Linked DNA regions of Gossypium hirsutum: region 2 is linked to region 1. The links are chromatin contacts, called in public Hi-C maps. All regions are on one chromosome and are shown on one strand. The core of a region is the stretch at or near the end of the contact, and the rest is flanking DNA. Distances in the headings are between cores, read along the strand shown.

What was found. A called contact is a pair of places that touch in the nucleus more often than the background predicts.
Region 2: a contact with region 1 is called in a Hi-C map of fibers, with 5 times the contacts expected there. The contact joins the promoter of LOC107887149 here to the enhancer-like site in region 1. A contact is called at or near these places in 18 of 34 Hi-C or Micro-C datasets (anther, callus, fibers and 4 more).

The regions. Positions count from the first base shown.
Region 1 is chrA03:56,451,396-56,457,088 of Gossypium_hirsutum_v2.1, forward strand. LOC121217708 reads right to left here. Exons shown (of 14, transcript XM_041093721.1): 6 at 4,981-5,050; 7 at 4,719-4,764; 8 at 4,379-4,631; 9 at 4,093-4,298; 10 at 3,885-3,959; 11 at 3,212-3,272; 12 at 2,992-3,072; 13 at 2,808-2,887; 14 at 2,266-2,541. The coding sequence ends at 2,463. Among protein-coding and RNA genes, the nearest start is that of LOC121217708, 11 kb to the right of the region's middle. Within about 2 kb of position 1,891, at least 2 of the 9 cell types and tissues checked have an H3K27ac peak or open chromatin away from gene starts, as enhancers often do. A contact at or near this core is called in fibers, where this site is marked.
Region 2 is chrA03:56,579,378-56,585,447 of Gossypium_hirsutum_v2.1, forward strand. It overlaps LOC107887149, which reads left to right and starts at 2,342. Exons shown (of 7, transcript XM_016811304.2): 1 at 2,342-2,782; 2 at 2,926-3,069; 3 at 3,159-3,233; 4 at 3,324-3,517; 5 at 3,595-3,766; 6 at 3,844-4,245; 7 at 4,403-4,788. The coding sequence starts at 2,567. The coding sequence ends at 4,492. LOC107887148 (protein decapping 5) reads right to left here. Exons shown (of 8, transcript XM_016811299.2): 6 at 6,002-6,070; 7 at 5,799-5,909; 8 at 5,302-5,711. The coding sequence ends at 5,586.

The DNA of each region.
Region 1 (5,693 bases), core at 641-3,140:
CCATTAAAAAATTATTATTTTTTCTTCATAGCCTTTTTTTTTACATTGGTTTTTTTATAATTTATCACCGTGCCACCAAATAGATCGGAGGAACCATTAATATAATTTTTTTTAGTTTTTTTTCTCATTGTGTATACACGTATTTTCACGGATATTTGGATAAATATATATAAGTGTCACCTGATACAGTGGTGACATCAATAAAAAAATTCTTTGTTTAAAAGCTTGATAATTGACTGAAAAAGGGGAGTGGTGCCCCTGATCTGTGAGGCGACACTATAACAAACAACTCATTTCCGTTACTAATTTGTCCCCCAAATCATTTTCATAATTAATTAATTTTTTATATTATTTTTATAAAAAAAAACCTCGTTAATTATAACATCATGTTTCACAAGAACACCAATCAAATATTGATCATTATTACTCAGATGTGCTGGATCATTCTTTACCCAAATCTGGTTAGGTTGTGGTCTTCTTTTTCTATTCATTGCTGTAATAAGTTAAAAGTTTTTCAAAACAGCATGAAATCAGAATGCAAATGAAAGCATTAGAAAGTTCAGTGTAGCAGCATCCCACATAAATAATAACTATTGGGGATTCATTTCACTCTTCACTATCCGCTGTGAATGCCTTCAAATAGTTAATTCAACTCTCTGTTTAGATGATCATTTTGTGGGATTTAAACCATTTTGAGGCAGTAATCATGGAAGCCTCCACAATTCCGTCATAATATTTTTATGGTAGACATTACAATTGAAATTTAACATTTTATAACATCAAATCTTATATTCACATCTAACTTAATTTTTAGTCATGAACCACTACTTGAGTATTTTTATGTCAAATCTAAGTCCACATTAATTCCTTAACTCGACAAGTGAGTTTACATTGACTCCTATACTCTCTTTTTTTTACCGTTTATTATTTATTTAAGTTTATTCTATTAATGACTATGAAAAAAATAATTTGACATACTCGACTTATCATATCATGACACTAGTTATAGAAAAATGTGTTATTTTTTGTAAGAAAAATTTATGTTATTTAATAATTTAAAAAATAAATAGAATATTTTTTGAACTACTTAACTCTAAGATTAGATGAACTTGGAGTAGCATTTTTAAGTTAGATATGAAACACATAGTTGTAATCAAAAGTTTTCAGCAACATCAAATAGTAAAAATCAAAACCATTACAATAATGTTGTAATGAAACCCATAGTCTTAAACAACAAAAATGATAACCCATAAAAAAGAAAAAGTTTAATGAAAATTTTTTGACGGAATCTTTCACCCCACAATTATGGTGGCCTTTTGGATTGAAATGGTATTTCAATATTTTAGTATTTTGGTCCCTTTCATTTAGGGGTTCCAAAGGATTTTTAGTTACTCCGTTTTTCTAGTTAATTTTATTAAAATTCATTTTTATTTTTCTTCACTTCTTTATTCTACAAATAAGAAGTATTATTATAATTATTTTAAAATACAGTGATTTGACAATACAGGTGGCGTGATATGATATGTTGGGTATGCCTTTTTTTCACTATCATTAACAAAATAAGTTTAAATGAATAACAATTATTAAGTTTAATGGTCAAAATAGAATTAAAAAAAAATTCTAACAGTCAATCTGAACTTACTTGTCAAATTCAAGAATCAAAATTTAAATTTACTATCAATATTTGTTGTATTAAGTGCTAATTAATTTTTAAAGAAAAAAAAAGAGAATGAATATTTTTATTCCGAAAAGGTTTGAAATTTGATCCATCCACAACAGTTGGTTTGGAGTAGAGGTAGTTGAGGATAGTGGGTCTTTGTCCTTAGCACCGAGTAAGGGTTTCAGCCATGTTGCTGAAGGCAGTAAAAATTATTAGTGGAGAGGAACTTTGAGTGGCAACAGAGATGCAATATGGTTTGGCATCACTATCTGATATTATTCATTTGGTTGCTTCCACATATCCTGCCCTATCTCTTTGGATATCCCCCTAAACAACTCTTGCTTATTTCTCCATTTGACCCTAACCAAATCACACTGTCCCAACATTTTCTCCTCCCTATCACAAACCAAAATATTTAACCCACCAATCTCTCTTTATCCTAATTTATGCATATTTAAAGAAAAGAACAATGCAACCCTAGCAACATATAATTCCTGGGAAATCCAAGACTAACTATACACGTGCGGAAGAGAGCGCTTCATCATCCTCATTTATATTTCATAAGCGAAAAAGGAAAAAGAACCCATGATTTATCACAAAACATGTCAAAATCACTACTTTCATTTCATTTCAGAATGCAACTAGTCATTTACAATTCCTGAGTGGCAAAACACAACTATATCACGTTTGGAGAAACCAGAATGGCCAGCTTCTCAATGCTTGCTTCATCTAAAATCACAAGCAATTCGAAACGGTTTGAAGAAAAAAAAATTACACCAACTTTTCTACAGGTAATTTGAGACTAGACATCATAGACTGGCAGTCGCTCTTCAATAGAAACACGGCAGATTGGACACCTTTTGCACTTCTCACAGCAAGTGCTGAGAAAGAAACAGCATTATTAATAATTAAAGAAAACAAGTTCCACATCCTTTGATAAGAAATGAAAATATTACACACCATATGCCCAAAATATGGTATGCCACTACTAGTCATGTAAATACCATAATAATATATTTCTGAGTATACATGATGCCTAAGCCAAAGCTTTTAACAGACATCTTTGCATTAATCAATAGTCCACTACTGAGAAAACAGCCAGAATGGAAAATAACATTGTCAGTATTACAAGGGTAGATGCAAATACCTGCAGAGAACATGATGTCTACAAGGCAGCAGGACTACACTGATTTGTTCCTCAAAGCAAACTCTACACAGAATCTTTTCCTGAGTGACAGATCCATTCAATTAATAAGTAAGCAATACAGTATATATTAGCCAAACAATTAGAATAACTTGGTAACAACTTAAGCTTGGTGTTGAAATAATACATATTGAAGTCTTTCAAACTCCTGCTGGCTGTACTTGGTGACTTCAGTCTGCTCACTGAGTGCAGCTTGTAATCTCCAAATCTATATTTAAAGGATTTCAAAACATGCATATAATATTGCTCAATTATAGACAGAGATTTCAGACCGTAGCAAACAGGTTAGACCAAAAAATGCATAAGTAAATACTTCACAATTTGAAGACTCCAAATACTATGTTTACCTCCTCAACAAGAACTGATTTTGGTCTTTTCTTCACAATATCAGGTGAGAAAGTGTTATATCTGAATGTTTGAGGATGAAAGAAAAGATCAGCAAAAAGACGGGGAGGGGGGGGGGAACCCCACTATTATCTATGTAGAACTCAAGAAGGCCCCACAATATGCAATAAGAACAAGTTAACTGGCAAATACGATGAGAAGCAAACAAATTTCATTGCTAAATTTAGTATGCTAACATGAATGTATCTCATGACTCAGTTCTTCTTTTACTACTGCATTTTAATACATTCTCTTTATAAATGATAAACTAAAAGCAAACTGCACTACAATTCTCCTTTATTAAGAAACAATATTATCCTATGAAAAGATTTCCTAAGCCCTTTACTACTTAGATATTGACTAACTAGGAACTACTGAATATAAGGGAAAAAGAAGTCATCTGCATTGCTTTTGATGAATAGTGATGGTGGCTAATGAAAATTTTTCCACACTTTTAGGCTTTAGCTATCATACTGTGACAGAGAAAAAAGCATTTTTGCACCGATAAGTCTAAGCATTCAACCACATCAAAGCTGGTTTAGTAAACCCTACAGAATGCAGCCAGAATGATTACTTATGCATTGTGCTAGATGAATGCATGTATAAAGGAACTAGAGTGCAATATAGAAAACCAACCCAGATGCCCCTGAATAGTAAAGTCTAGCTTGTTCCTCTCTACTTCCTTCATCAATTGACCACCAACCCAGTAACCTGTTGAGAAAAGAAACATAATTTTTTTTAAGTGTGCACAATGCTTTCATTTTTGTGTCCACTTGGTCCAGACTCAGAAGAATTTGAGCAAAAGTTAATCAAGATTTAAAAATTAACTCCTAACAAACACTACCTTGACCCATGGTGCAAGAACCCAAAAAATTCACGAACTTTTGATGATATATCAATGTATCTTCCAGAACGAGCTCCACTATGTAGTAAAATAACAATTTTCTCAATCAATCTATACGCAGCATGAGCAACCCCAGCTCCTTGCAGCAGCAGAAGGGGAGAAAAAAAAACTGGAGGTGATATATTTCTTGCACTAGGTGGTGTTCCCTGACATCACAGTTTAACATGTGACACAGATAGAACTTGAACGTTCAAGAATATACCAGAGGCATTTGCAACAACTATACCTCTAAATGCATGAAAAGCATGATCTGGAAACAAATAAATGGAATTTTCATAACATGTCCTCCAATATCCTGCAGGTTGCATATTCTGCTGTTCTGGTGGCTGTCTTCATCAGAAGATATTACCAAGCCTCTGTTCCAGTCCAGATATCTTATAGTCATTGAAGACGAGCTGGATTCTCCAAGGTGAGAATTTCGATGAATTGCAGGATTATACCACTTTGTACAAACAAGAAAGGCAAAGCACTCTGCAATACTGCATCACAACTTAAAATATTATTACAGTAGAAAAAGGACAAGGGGGAAAGCAGAAAACAATCACTGGAAACTGAATGTATTGTACCCAAAATTTATAAATAAATCCCACCAGCCTAGAGCTGCAACATCACCTGCACCTCGTTGAAGATGAATCAATGTATTAGCATCAGACATGTTGAATGGTTTCGAACTAGAATACATAAGTCAGCAGGAAAAAAAAATTCCCATTCGTAGCAAAACAAAATAAATATAGCCATGAGATAGCACCATAAAGAACAAAACAAGAAAAAAAGGAAACTAGATCAAAAGAAATACTACCCTTAAAACTAAGAAAAAAAAAAACTTACCGCATAACTTTAAAAGAGTGAAAGTTGTGGCAGCAATAAAGAAGACCATAGATATTGCAACCCAAAAATGCTACAAACCAAATACCAGAAATTTCACATCAGTTCTCTATACAATTATCAGTGCACAATACATTTAGCACTAGATATAGACAAACAGATCATCTCAGAGACCGCATCATTGCTATCATCACATATGAGCACACTCTGGTTAAGCATAAGATATGAAGCATGTATATGGGGGAAACCCCCTTGTACCAGTGTCATATTGGTGTCTGACAGAGACACACTGCCGACAAGGCATAATAAGTATGGGACACACCAGGACCAAAAAAAAAAAAGTTCTGACACAGTGACTATAGTTACTACTCACCAGATTGCTTTCCCGGGAACCATGAACCAGAAGAAGAGAATTACAGTGTCATAGAGAAGTAAGAGAAGAGACTAGGGTGAGTTTATGGTTCTCTTTTAAAATGAATTGACCTCAAAAAGGGCTAAGATTGGGCTTAATCTCTATCGTGGAAAAATATGGATTGTGTGCATGTGCAGTGCCACCATATGCTTACCATATCCATGTCTGTCCTCCATGAAGTACGAGCATGATGCAGTCATGACATGCTGTTATAATGTAAGTAGATGCAAATATCAAAAAATTATCTGTTTCTTTCACATTTTTCATCTTTCCACCCTTCTCAATAACCATACAACTCAATAGA
Region 2 (6,070 bases), core at 1,092-3,591, 130 kb after region 1:
TTTAACATAGCAAACTTAAAACTCAAATATCTTGATCTATACTTAATCTTTTCACCTAAAACAAATTCTGTTCATCTTATAAGTCACCTACGACTAATTCCCAACCTTTAAACTACACAAAAATACTTAGTTCATAGTATTAACTTTTTCGACATGTTTATGGCAATTTTCTAAAAATTCATTAAAATTTAAGAAATCTTTAACGAAACTTCAAATTAAGTTTAGAAACCTCTTAATCATGTCAAAACTAATTTAAAAACACTTTGAAACCATGTTTTTACTCAAAATCTTGAAATCCACCATTAACGAGCTAATTTTTTACTTTTATTTAAAACATGTGATTTAATGTCCAAAAACTTAGTTTTAAAGACTAAATAACATTTAAAATTAATAGAAATATGAACGGTTACCTTAGTTAGAAGGAAAATGGACTTTTGTAAAAAACCCAGAAAATCCATACAGAAGAAGATGATGAAATCTATAGAGTTTTTGAGTGTTTTCTTGAAGATTTATGAAGGTAATTGACTTGGAGAATGATAAAAATCAAAAGATTGAAGATTTAACAAAGAAAATTGGATGAGGGATTTGGGAGAGCAAAGTGACGGCAACATACACAAAGGATAGAGAAGACTAATGTGGGTTTTGTGAATATAAAGGGGGAAAATAGGGTGAAAATTAAAATTTGGTTTAATTGCCTTTTAAAAACTCATAATTTAGACTCTTTTACAAATCAGTTCTATTTTCAAAATTAAAGGTATTTAAAACTCATTTTCCAAAATTGATTTAATTTTCTAAAAACCATAGTAAAAAACATTACCAATAAACCATGTCTCAAAATTTTGAACACTCTAAGACTAAAATTCCTAAAATACCCCTAAAACTCCTAGGCTCTATTTTGGGGTGTGACAACCAAAACGGAAGCTTGCCTATCTACCTTGCTATTCGAACCAAACTTATTATCGAGTTTGTCTTTACTCAACAAATGACCCTTTACATCCTCGAAAGAGAGTTTGTCTCTGCCATAAATTAGGGTCTCCTTGAAAGAGGGTAAAGAGCACAATAATAGCATAGCATGATCTTAATCGTCAATCTTAACCTCAACATTCTTTAAATTATTCAAAAGGGTAATAAATTGACTAATATGATCTCTAAGAAGCTCACCTTTATTCATGTGAAACGTAACTAAACGTTGTTTCAACACTAAATGGTTAGCTAGAGACTTAATCAAATAAAGAGTTTCTTAGGATTTTTCTCGGTAAGGACCTTTCAGGCCAGTCTAAACTAAAATTGTCATCATCCGAACTTGCCACAGATTGAAATTTGTGGCACCATCAAACTTCTCAATGTCAAACCTTGCTGCTTTCATCTCTAAACAGGCTGATCTACAAAAATTGAACTAACTCTGATACCATTTGTTGGGGATCGACCCAATTAAGCAATGAACAAGTAAAAAATAATGAAATAAATTGAGAAATCGAACACATAAATTTAACATGGAAAAACCCTCCAAAGAGGATAAAAAATCACATACAAATATAATTTTACTATAATAGAAAAAGAACGAAGAGTATAAAAGATAAAAATAAAAACTAAACCCCGAAACTCAAAAATAAAGAACCCTCAAAACGTTAACACAAAATTCTCCAAAAGTGTTATATTCTAATCTTTTACTGGGTGTCTTAAGTCAAATAATAATAAAATAATCTAGATTAATCAGAGTTTGACTTAAACAAATAGACAGAGTGTAACTGAGAGATTATCTCTCAAATTTGACTGAAATATGAGTCATACTCAACAATATCAATTAAAAAACTTTCCGTTATTAATTTAAAGATAAAATACCAAAATAGGAGTGAATTTAAATGTTAGAATCTAAGTTAAAAAAAATTTAAAAACAAAGTATAATTGGGTGAAGTAAAATAAAGGAAAGAATATTGGAGCCTGGTCTCGCCATTGTTGGAAGCCAATATCCTCAAGTCATGCAAGTTTTTGACAGGCAAGTGAAGAGAATATTTGGGATTTAAAAGAAACCATTTCTAAATGGTTCAATGAAATGGTAAAGAAAGCTGTAAGTGTTAAGTTAAAAATACAAAATTGAACGAATAAATTTTCAACCACACAGATTTTTTGGAATAATTTGAGAATTTTACGAGCATGAAATGATATGTTTTATTTAAATTATCAGTAATTCCACAGAAAATTATAGCGATGCCATTATTTGAATAACTTTTAGTACAAGAATTAATTTTGAGCAAATTTTAGTAGGAGTAAAATGAAGTTTATCTCGATATACTTTCTTGGTCAGAGAACTTATGTCATAATATACCTTCTATATTTTTGTTTGTTACTCTAAATACTAAAATACGAATATATGAATAGCATTTAGTAGAGAAAAAGTATGATGTAATCTAGCCGGTGCTGGGAATGGGATCTGTCTGATTGGGCCAACACGGCCCGGCATAAGAACGCTTTGTTTAATCGGCTAATTAATCCATTTCCTGTCTGTAATTGTTTGTAAACTATAAAGCCATAGGCTTGTTCTATGTCTAAAAATTGAAAAACAAAAATGTCCTCTGTGCTTGTGTCTTCCCCTGTTATCTTCCCTCTCTCCAATTCCAAGTCCAAATCCAGTCTTTGGAGTCCCTCACGAAGAACAATCTCTCAACTTTCGGTCTACAATGGTGATGACATCATTGATTCTTCTTCAAACACTCCAAGATTGATCACCTTCTTAGGCAAAGGCGGCTCCGGCAAGACCATCTCCTCTGTTTTCGCTGCCCAGGTACTACTTCCTAGTTACACTTGTCCCCAATTAACGGAAAAGGAAAGCTGAAGCTGACAGATAGGGTTAATTAGAAATGGCCCCTTTTTCCAAATATCATCATCTAATCTCTTTGTTTCATGCCTTTCTTTGCTGCTGCTTAGCACTATGCAATGGCTGGACTCAGCACATGCTTAGTGTTACAAGGACAGGATCGCACTGCTGACTGTCTTCTCAATTGTAAGATCGACTCCTCTCCTACTCTATGCACCCGCAACCTTTCTGTTGTTAGGCTGGAAACTACTAAAGTATGTTCCTTTTCCATGCTTCATCATCTATCCATTTCAAATGGGTTTATTGTAATTACGCTGAGAATGGATCATTCGTTAAACTGCAGATGCTTCTTGAACCTCTAAATGAGCTGAAGAAAGCAGATGGCCGTCTTAATTTGACACAAGGAGTTCTGGAAGGGGTGTGTATGTAATATCTCATCATCCTTTTTACCTTAGGTGTTTGCACTTCACACTATGAATGTTGATTTTGACATGTATTAGTCTACTAGGTTGTTGGAGAAGAGCTTGGGGTGCTTCCCGGAATGGATTCTATCTTTTCACTACTTGCACTTGTGAGGCTTCTGGGTTTATTCGGGAAACGGGCTCGGAAGAACCATCAAAACGATAAATTTGACATTATCATATATGATGGTATCAGCACCGAAGAAACCCTAAGAATGATAGGTGCAAGCAGTAAAGCAAGGTTTGGAAATAGGCAAAACAATTTATCTTTCTTTCCTAAAATGAAGTATGTACACAACCCCCTCTAACTCTGCACAGACTCTACTTGAAGTACCTGCGGAGCATGGCTGAGAAAACTGACCTTGGGAGATTGGCTGGTCCTTCACTCCTGAGACTCGTAGATGAAGCTATGGGCATAAGTGGTAACCCATCCCAACTCACTGGAACAATCAGTGCTGAAATATGGGACAGTCTAGAACGAATTCTTGAGGTAACCACGGAATGTATTTCATTTTATCATTCACCAATTTTTTGATATAGGAGATTGAAAGGCTGTAAGTTGTGCAGAGAGGATCTTCAGGATCTTATCAATTTGGGTGCTTTCTTGTGATGAATCCAAACATTTCAATATCAATCAGTTCAGCATTACGTTTCTGGGGTTGTGCAATCCAAGCTGATACACAGGTGGGTGGTGCATTTGCCATTCCTACCCATCATTTGGATGTTGAATCAGTGGAAAATCTGAAGAAGAATTTGTATCCCTTGCCTTTTGCTTGTATTCCGAATCTTGCAGTGGATTCCCCTCAAGATTGGAATGCCATCATGATGAACAATAGCGTGGAGGGTGCAAGGGGTCTTCTTTCTTTGCCAGCAAGCCAGAAGGTTTCATCTGTGATTTTTGACACAGCAAAGAAAACAGCAACCCTTCTCATGCCAGGTTTCGAGAAGTCAGAGATCAAGCTATATCAAGTATGTTCAGTTCTGAATCCCTCAATTCTTTTCAAGTTGTGTGATAGTTTTGAAGGTTCAAAAGTCGTTTTTAAGTTCTCATTGCTCCTCCCATGTCATCACTTGTAAAAATTTTGATTTGGTGAATTATGCTGATGATTGTTCATTGCATGACAAGTGCAGTATAGAGGAGGATCAGAGTTGCTGGTGGAAGCGGGGGACCAAAGACGAGTCATTTCTCTCCCACCACAAATGCAAGGTAAGGTAGGAGGCGCCAAGTTCATTGAAAGAAGTCTTGTAATCACTATTCGATAAATGCTTTCTGATCAAAATTTTCCACATTTGAGTGTGTCTTCTTGAAACGATAGTGATCAAATTTTATTTTGATGGGTATCCCTTCAAATTGAACTCTTTAATAAGCCACAGGTAGCAAGATGAACCAATCTGCCTTTAAAGGCCCTTGATTTTGTCCCTTGCCTCCACCTCCTTTACACAAGCTTCATTTACCCTCATCTCAAACCATTATGATTCCTTAAATGCAAATACTATCAGTAACCTTTTATATACGATATTCCTGTTCAATGGAAAAATAATGTGCTTATATATACTACATAAATTAATCCCTTCAAACATTATGTATGAAAAGTTCAAAACAAAATCATCATATAAATCCAACCAGGTACAACTCTAATAGCATCACGCTAGAAGTTTAATAAGTCCAGTCACTTCATGCTCTAGTAGAGACATATTATTCTTATATAACATATCGGTACTTGAAAGTATAACAATTCACAATCATGTGATTTGATTACTCCAATAGAGCATTGTTCAACTTCCACATGCAGTGTTAAAGATTGGTTATCGTAGACAATAGAGATGATGCGATAATTGGGTCTGTATACACCTGCTGTATGATGGGAACTCTTCAGATCCCCATCACCCATCTAATCCACGGTAAGTAAAGCAGTTCCCTTCAAATAATTTTGCTTTTCATATACACATACAGTTCCCCAAAATACATATATGGTAAATCAACCACCATATAGAAATTATGCTAAGTGGCAAAACAAGCTCATCTTAATTAAAACTGAATGCGTCTTTTCATTAGATTAGATCCATGAAATAACTATGGACAACGAGAAACAAAATAGGTCATACTGATAAACCAAAGCTTAATGCCTACTTTTATTTCTGGAGAATTAATAAAGAAAAACAAATTCTGAGCATAACCCCTAAATCAGTCTTTACCTTTGCTGGGTAGCTAGGCCTTCAATGTGTATCCGCTGTAACATTTCAAACAAAAGAGAACACCTTAACATGGCCTGCCAGCGGCAATAAACATTTTGAAATATCAAGCACACCTATGGAGCTCGCATAGACATAGCTCGCCCACTACCCCTCCCCACATGCCCATACCCTCTTCCATGATAACCACCCCCAAAGCGACCACCACGTCCACCTCGATGTCCTGAAAAAAAACCAGAAGTCTGCACCACCAAAACCAAAATGACATCAAACAAGGTCTGCATATTTCGGAGAACAAATAGGAAGAAAAACATGAAATGCATCATGACCTCTGTGTCCAATTTCATCTGCTCAGAGAATCTTGGCCTTCCATTTTGTGTGTTGTTATCAAGGGCATTGCAGGAGAGAGTATCAAAAAAGTCATCCTTATTGTAAACAGGCTGCAATACAAAACCAAACTCAAAGAGTGGGCAGGGAGCCTTTAACAGAAATCAAACTGGTATGAAAGTCAAATAAAAGGTCGCAATGTGACCTTGGCTTGAACCTTAGATGTTTCGGCATCATCTTCATCTTGATAACCATCTTCATCACTGGCATCCCC